Regions from separate parts of the Gossypium hirsutum genome. Here region 2 is linked to region 1. The links are chromatin contacts, called in public Hi-C maps. All regions are on one chromosome and are shown on one strand. The core of a region is the stretch at or near the end of the contact, and the rest is flanking DNA. Distances in the headings are between cores, read along the strand shown.

What was found. Hi-C and Micro-C count contacts between places; a contact is called where the count stands out from the background.
Region 2: a Hi-C map of leaf shows a contact between it and region 1, with 4 times the contacts expected there. The contact joins the enhancer-like site here to the promoter of LOC107950305 in region 1. A contact is called at or near these places in 16 of 34 Hi-C or Micro-C datasets (anther, callus, fibers and 3 more).

Annotation. Positions count from the first base shown.
Region 1 is chrD03:48,548,881-48,553,091 of Gossypium_hirsutum_v2.1, reverse strand. LOC107950305 reads left to right here and starts at 1,909. Exons shown (of 4, transcript XR_001697981.2): 1 at 1,909-2,379; 2 at 2,525-4,211.
Region 2 is chrD03:48,613,100-48,617,310 of Gossypium_hirsutum_v2.1, reverse strand. No RefSeq gene overlaps it. Among protein-coding and RNA genes, the nearest start is that of LOC121215561, 19 kb to the right of the region's middle. Within about 2 kb of position 2,495, at least 3 of the 9 cell types and tissues checked have an H3K27ac peak or open chromatin away from gene starts, as enhancers often do. A contact at or near this core is called in hypocotyl and leaf, where this site is marked.

The sequences.
Region 1 (4,211 bases), core at 660-3,159:
CCTTTCAGTATAGAAGATGTTAGAGTTCCTTACAAAAAAATAGAGATGAGGTCGTCATTGTTGATTTTTGACAGATTCCATTCTATATTTTACTAGACATTGGAATCAAACGACCCCATTGTTTTTCCAACACAAGAGTCGAAGAGGTTTTGTTAGTAGGTGCCATAAGGGTGATCATATCATGGTGAATATCGAGGAGGGAGCTTGACTCAAATCAATAGATGATCTCAATGAGAACGTAGAGATCTTCAGAGGATGAAGGGTCAGAAATGGTAATGAATAGTACATATTTGGAGGTAAACGATCTTATTAAAAGAGAATAAAAGTTACAAAGAAAATGATTTTTTTTTAAATATATAAGAAGAAATGTGAAAGAGAAAAAGAAATTTGAAGAGTTAATATTAAAAGTTTAATTTTGGGTTAATTTCATTGTAGTTCATGTTGTATTTTGTATGGTTATGTTGAAGTTCTTATTTCATTTAAATAATTTCATTTTAGTTTTTTTTGTTATATAGAGTATATTTTTTTTATTTACATATTTACATTTTAGTCATTTTTACATTTTTTTATGTCTTTTTTATGTCTAATAAAAAAAGTCATTTCATATGTTTTATTTTTATTTTTTATTTTAAATTTAAGCTAATTTTGGTTTTAAATTTGAATTTTAACTGTGATGTTAATTTTTTTTAATTTTAAGTTTTAACTTTGGGTTTTAATTTTGATGTTATATTAATTTTAATTTAGTAAATATTCAATTTATTGTATAATTTTGTTAATTTTGTACAAACTTATGAAATGGAGCCTTTTGGATGGATGAAATAACTTTCTCATGCCGTTATAAATGTATTTTTTTAGTAAATTACAATAACAATGCAAAGCTCGATAATGAACGTAATTAGTGCGACTTGAACCTATAGCATACCTAGGACAGTGAGCCTTTTGACCATCAGACCATCACATAGGTTCCTATAAATACATATTTTAATTTGTTAGATTCTTCGATTGTTCCATACCATTTATTATTTGTACTATTTTATAGTAAATTTGATTATCATTATGCTAAAAGAATAAACCTCATAAAAGTTAATATTCTTTTAGTAAGATAAGAGTTAATCTTTAATATGCCACCAAAACAAGTATATAATTTTTCAATAAATTTTATCAATATGAATAAATGATAACAATTAATTGTAAGATATAATAAAAAATATATATTTTTTCAATAAATCAATGATAAGAATAAAGTACCGTTTCAAAAAGTGATAACAAAATAATATTAATTTATTTTTTATTGGATAAAAATAATATAAAAAGTAAGCTTTTAATTCAAATAAAATAGCTGTTTTATTTTCTTTCTAATTGATATCGTTAATGCTATATTTATGTCATAATAATGGATAATCCATTGTCTAAACTGTATATAAAATTTATTGTTTTTAAATTATAAATTTTATTGTATATAAAAATAAATAAATAAATCTTAATACATATTTTTATTATTAAATAAAATTAACTAGTGCACGCACGGATATACAAACTTATATCTTATATATACATTAAATTAAGGTTTAGACATAAAAAAAAAAGTTTATGATTTCATTTTTGCATATTTTATTTATTTAATATTAATATTTGTTTTTCATATCCTTTATACATGAAATATATTATATTCCACATTAAACTCTTGCATTGTACGAAAGAAAAGTAAAATTTAGGAAATAATAATTTTAGTAGATAAATTCCTTTTTATGAGAAACATAACCGTCTATTTAACTACCACCACCTTCCCGCTGTAGTCTAAAGCTTCAAAAAATTGAAAAAGGTAAAAAATAATAAAAATGAAAAAGGAATTGAGGGACTTAAACGACGTCGAAGAGGCAAAATAGCGCCTAAAGCGGGCCAAGATCCAACGGCGGGAAACTTCCTAAATGCTAAATCACGAGCCTTTCTCTTCTTCTGCTTCTCCCTTTCCCTCTTTCTCTCCCGCACGAACTCAACTCACTGAGTCAAGTCCAGTCAAGTTCCTTTCCACTCTCTTTTCTTTCTTCCCCCGCCCCCCCCCTCAACCCTATGCCCTTTTTCGTCTTTTCCTCTGCAATTTCCATCCAAGGGCTCCCATCCTTCCACGTCACTTCCGTCTTCTTCAACTCCCCCCTTCCCCTTCCCCTTCCCCTTCCCCTTCCCCTGATCCCCTCATCTCCTTCCTCTTTTATTTCAAAAACTCCCTTTAGGGCTTCTCAGATTTAACTCTCTCTTCTTCTTCTTCTTCTTTTTGCTTTTTTTTCCTCCTTATTTTTCTTGATTAGAAAATTAGAAGAAAAGGAGATCTCCAAATCTTCAATTTCGCCGCTGATATTTCTTCACTTCCTTTCGGACGAGGTATACATATACATATATATGTTTTTATATTCTTTTGAATGTTGTTTTGCTTCTTCAACTTAATTATTTTTACTGTATTTCAGTTTTTCTTTTAGTTCGCAATTTCAAATTTTGAGAATTTATTTCCTTTATTTGTTTCTGTTAGGTTTCTGATGAGTTCGTTGTACTCGGAAAACGGTGAAAATAATTCTTTTTGAAATATTAAATTGGTAGAATTGAGGATTAGATTTTTTTTTTTTGGTGCTTAAGGTTATGATGGCGATTGAGAAGAGTAATTCCAAAGTTTCACCCTTTGATTCGGAGTTTTCGCCTGGTAGTAGAGAGATGACTGTGTCAAGTGATGAGGACGAGCTTCAACGTCCAAGCTCAGCCGTTGATTCTGATGATGAATTTGACGATGATGCTGATTCAGGAGCAGGTTCGGATGACTTTGATTTGTTGGAATTAGGTGAAACCGGGGCTGAATTTTGCCAAGTCGGGAACTCGACCTGTTTGGTTCCTTTTGAGTTATATGATCTTCCTGGATTGGAAGATATTTTGTCTCTTGATGTGTGGAATGAATGTTTAAGTGATGAAGAGAGGTTTAGCCTTACTAAGTTTTTACCTGATATGGATCAGGATACCTTTATGCGGACCTTGATCGACATTTTTAATGGTAATAATCTTCACTTTGGGAGTCCTATTAAGAGTTTGTTTGATATGTTGAAAGGAGGGTTGTGTGAGCCGAGGGTTGCACTTTATCGGGAGGGCATGAATTTCTTTCGGAAGCGGCAGCATTACTATCATCTGAGGAAGCATCAGAATACTATGGTTGTCAATCTTATTCAAATGAGGGATGCTTGGCTTAATTGTAGGGGATACAGTATTGAGGAGCGGCTTCGTGTTTTGAATATTATGAGAAGTCAAAATAGTTTGATGTATGAGAAGTTGGAAGATAAGGATTCTGCATCCTCTGATGGAGAGGATTTGGTTGATGGTTTTTGGAGCAAAAGAGTTAAGGACTGGAAAGCTCCACAGAAATCAGGTCGCTACTCTGGCTTTGGGGTTGAACCAGTTTTAGAGTTTGCATCGCGAGGACAGCTGATGGATTTGGAACCATCAAAATACAGGAAGCAGAATCCAAAAGGCAAACTGAAGACAGGTGAGTCAAAACTTCCTTTTGCAAGAGAGTTTGGCAGCCGCTTTTCCCCTGATTTAGATATGAATTCTGAGCCATATGGTTTGCCAGGAACACTTCCTCGAGAGAAATATGAGTCTGCAGCACTCAGGGCAAGGGATTGGATGAGGTTAGATGATGCTGAAGACCCAATGTTTGGAACAGGTATTCAGCGAAACCAAAATGCTCTCGATGATAGCATCATGGGCAAATCTGGTTCTTTGAGAGCAAGGAAGAAGTACAATCTTTTAAGAGGGGAAGAATTAGCCACTGATAGTTTCATGGCTTCGCCTTTGTCTTCAAAGCATGCTTTCCTTTCCTATGGTAGGAATAGGAATGCGAACGCTTCAAAGCCTCCTAATATGAGAACATCTTATAATTTTCCCAAAAAGTCCAAGCGTTTCAAAAACGACCCACTATTTGCAGCCGGAGATCAAATAAAGTCTATAAAAGGCCGAATTCCTTCACTGCCATTGCAAGGGAGTCGAGTTGACTTATCTGAGCGCACTGAACTGTTTTGGCAAAATGAAAACCAAGGAGAAGATTTCTCTGTGGATTTGTCTGTTAGACCTGATGATTGGAATATTAAGCACAAGAAATGGAAAACACTGCGGGAGTCTCCTGATCTCAGTTTTAAATCTTATAAAGCTTCCTCACCACTGATGAGTGACCAATT
Region 2 (4,211 bases), core at 1,246-3,745, 64 kb before region 1:
TCAAAGTGAGTTGGGCCGATAGGGCCAAACGGATTGCTTGACCGATGAACACTTTTAATTATCATTTAAGAAGTAAGTAGGATATTTTTTAAATTTTTGAAACTTTTTATATATTTTTAAAATTCTTTAAATTCTTTTCATCATTTTTTGTTTTTTTAACATTTATGATTTTTATTTAAAATACGGAAAAACTTTAAATTTTATAAATTTTACGTACTTTAAAGAGTGAGAATCAAATTGATAAAAACTATAAACATGGAGGGCCAAAAAAGTTATTTTACCAGATTTGGAGACGTCTGATAAAAATGGTGATTAGACAAGACAAAAGGGATTCACAAGGGACTATTTTTCATTTCATTCCCTTCATTTCATCTTCATCGATTAAACATGACCTTAGAGATCAGCTCTACAGTATTTCCACAAAGAAACAATAACTCCATAGACTATAGTATACGAACTACAGAACTCAGAACTTCCCCATTCAATTAGACCGTCAGAAATATATTTAATATCAACAGTTTGGAGAGAAACAAACAATGGGTTACTGTTTTTATTTCGAAAAGAAGAAGAGAAAAGCAGGCTTTTGCTGAATGCAGGATAACGAACTCTCCATTAAAGTGAAACACAAAGGGAGAGTTCTGTTTTCTTTTAAGGGTTTTCTGAGCCACTGAAAGGATCAGAAGAAAGAAACCACAGTAGCCAATGCTAAACCCTCTTACTTTACTTAACGAACTGGCATTATTAAGCAATCAGTTTACCCGGAAAACTGTGGAAATGAAAATGATAATAGCTTTGATACGTTCCATCACAAGTTTGCTTTATGTTGGGAAAAAAAATATCCTAATACATAAACCTTGTATAAAATTGGAAGTGTAGTTAATGGAGATGGTACTGTTATTCGTTAGGCATGCTTAAGCTACTTTTAAAAAGGGATGCATATGTCTATTTTGAGGAAGCACTTGTTTTGTCAATGCCTCTGCCATTTTTACTTGGAAATGATACCTTCCATTTCATTAAAAGAAGCTTTTACAAAGATAGAATAATAATATAGTTTTTAAATTCGATTTCTTTTAAGGGACAAAAAAGAGAGCATCCAATGATGGTAGCTTTTTGTAGAATGATTCCATGAGAGAAGATATTGTACGAAATTGTTATTTTAATAATATCAAGTGCTATTTTTATTTTGAAATTTTTAATTTTTGGAGTTTTAGTTTCGATGTTTGATTAAAATTTCGAATCCGTTATTATATGTTTACTTTAGTTTTTGTTATTTTTAATGTTGAAACGATTTTTCTTTATTCATGAGCAATGGGTTTCAATCTATTGAGGTACCCGTATTCATAGAAGCGACCAAACAATTTTTTTATATAAAAATATTTAAATATAATTATGATATCATAAAGCTTGTGAAGAGGTATTGCTTTAATTAGAAATAATTACCATTCGGTTTGTTGGACAGAAAAACCATTACATTATGTCTTGATTGGTTATTATAGTTAAAAAAATTTAAAGTATTTTTATAACAATTTCTCGTGATAACCCTAAATAATTAAAGATTAAAAGTTAATTGTTTTTTAGTTTTTTTTATTATCCATCTACATATTTCTGTTAATATTAATATTCATGTGCATGTTAAAAAATTAATATTTGATGTATTAAAAATAATAGTGTTATATTCTCAGCGCTTAAACACTTATCAGCATAGTAAGACATCAAAATCAGTTTTTCTACCTTAGTCATCAAGTTCCCTTTACCTATAAATCTTCTAAGGCCAGGTTAGTTGCTCCTCTTCGGAAATGGTCTTGACCACTCACTCCGAGACAAGGCCACGCGTTCATTGAGAACACACTTCTAATGATATGTGGGCCCCATGTATGCTATGCCAATACCGTTTGGGACCACTTTGTCTGCACCTCAGGTACACTATACTAGTACATCCGCTATCTATTGTAACAATTTGTTACATCATGAACTTTTATAAATATCCTCCTAATAATAAAAAGATGACCAATCTTTTAAGACTTAAACCTTAAACTTATTATGAGCAATCTCTCTCTCCTCCAACAATTAACTTGTTCTCTCACTCTAAATGAGCCAACCTCCCTAACACAATCACATACTTCTTATAACTTCATTCCTACCTCTTTCCTTATTATACATTATATCAATAAATAATATTATTAAGAAAGAAAAAAGTTCAACAAATAGGATTAAAACCATCATAAGTGTCTTTTTAAATATATTAAAAAAATTAAAAAAATAAATAAAACACTTGTTATTATATTAAATAGATATTATTATTTAATTTTCGCATATGTCGGCAAAATTCTAAATAAATAAGGGCTAAAGAGGCATTGAGTTGATATATGAGTAGTCAAATCAGATTATTAACTAATCAACATCATCTCTCAATATTTAGCTTTTCATGGACCACTCATTTTTAACCACGTGGACTCATTTCTCCGGCCTCCCATGCCATTTTATTTGAGTTTTCCTTTTCCATCTTTTTTTTTTGGGGAGAAATCTATATTAAAAGAGTCCATGGTATTGCCATGGTCACAACAGTCCATGGAGCGAAATGTCGTGAGCATTTAACGGAAATGAATAACGGGCAATTCTAAGTTTTGGGTCCCCCACTTTTGTTGTTTATACGATTAGATCTTTGTTTGAACTAAATGTTCAATTAGGTACATGCCTCTAATTTATTTATTTATTTATTTTGTTACTAAATTTAGAATAAAATAAGTTATATTTGCTCAGTATAATAAAATCTTATGTTTGAATACAATTTATTAGTTATTTAGAATGATAATAAATTTAAAACTATAAATAAAAGGACGGTCATTTGGGTATAGGATTATTTTCCTTTTACATTATAAAAAATGTTAAAACTTCAATTTTAGTCCTTTTATTATGCCTAAATTTAAGATTTAAATTTTATAATTTAATTTTTAACATTGCCCATATATTTCTATAATGTTATTAGTAATACCAAATAGTTAATACTGTTAACGTTTCTTTTATAATGTTATGTGGTTATATATATAATTTGAATGCCCTAAGGGTCATATTTGGGTTCAGAGGCGGACCATTATGGTGGCCTAAGGGCCCTTGCCCCTCTAAAAAAAATTGAGAAAATTTAATTTCTCCCTTGAAATTTTCAGAAAATTTTTATTAGAACCTTTAAATTTTTGAAAATTCTCATTGTACCTTTTAATTTTTTTTGAAAATTTTAATTAAGCAATTTTTAAAATTTTCATTAATCTTAATTTTAATTAGACTCCTAAATTTTCTTTATTAAACTCCTAAAATTTTAAAAACTTTTACTAGGGCCCGTCAAAACTTAGTCCTAAACTATTTGGGTTTGCCTTTGTTGACATTATAAGTCAATGGGAAAATTTTAGTTTTGATCCCTATACTATGTTGATACTTTGATTGAATCCATATACTTTAATTTTTTTTACATAATTTGGCCCCTCTACTTTTATTGTGTCATTAGTTAGCCTAAATAGTTAATATTAACTATTTCAATTACAATGTTGATGTCATTTTTTCTTAAGAACATTATTCCATCAAAAAAATATTATGATAAATTCGAATGAGTGTTTTTAAGAAAAAAATTCACACTAGTATTTTCAACGTTACTTTTTTGTTACATTAGTACCAACTGATTTTTTTAAAAAAAATCTAATGTGACAACAATGAATTTAACAGAAAATTTTAAAAGTGGTAGTAACTGGACCTAGATTTTTAAAATTTAAAAGTAAAGGGACTAAATTTCAGAAAATAAAAGTAAGGAGACAAAATTTAAATTTACGAAGTGTATAGGTGTAACACCCCTTGCTCGACCAGATCACTGGGTCCGAGCTATAGAATGTTACACTCATTGCCGGAGCAACTTCAGACAAATATACATCATGCAATCATTTATACATGCAATTAAATGTAATTCACTTACATAATGCACAACATAACCATTTCTGAGTTTCACACGAGCTTATGAAAGCTCTTTTCCTAACCTAAGGTTGAATTAGGATCCAATTGTAAAGTTTTAAAAATCTCTGGTCAACGTCATGACTTCATAAATTCCACGTCACGACTTTTTCAACTTAGTGAGTTATGTTGTGACTCCACTCACTATCGGACAATGTTGCGATGCCGGGAAGTCATGGTTGCGACATTGCCCCTGTTTTTGGCAAAATGCACATTTG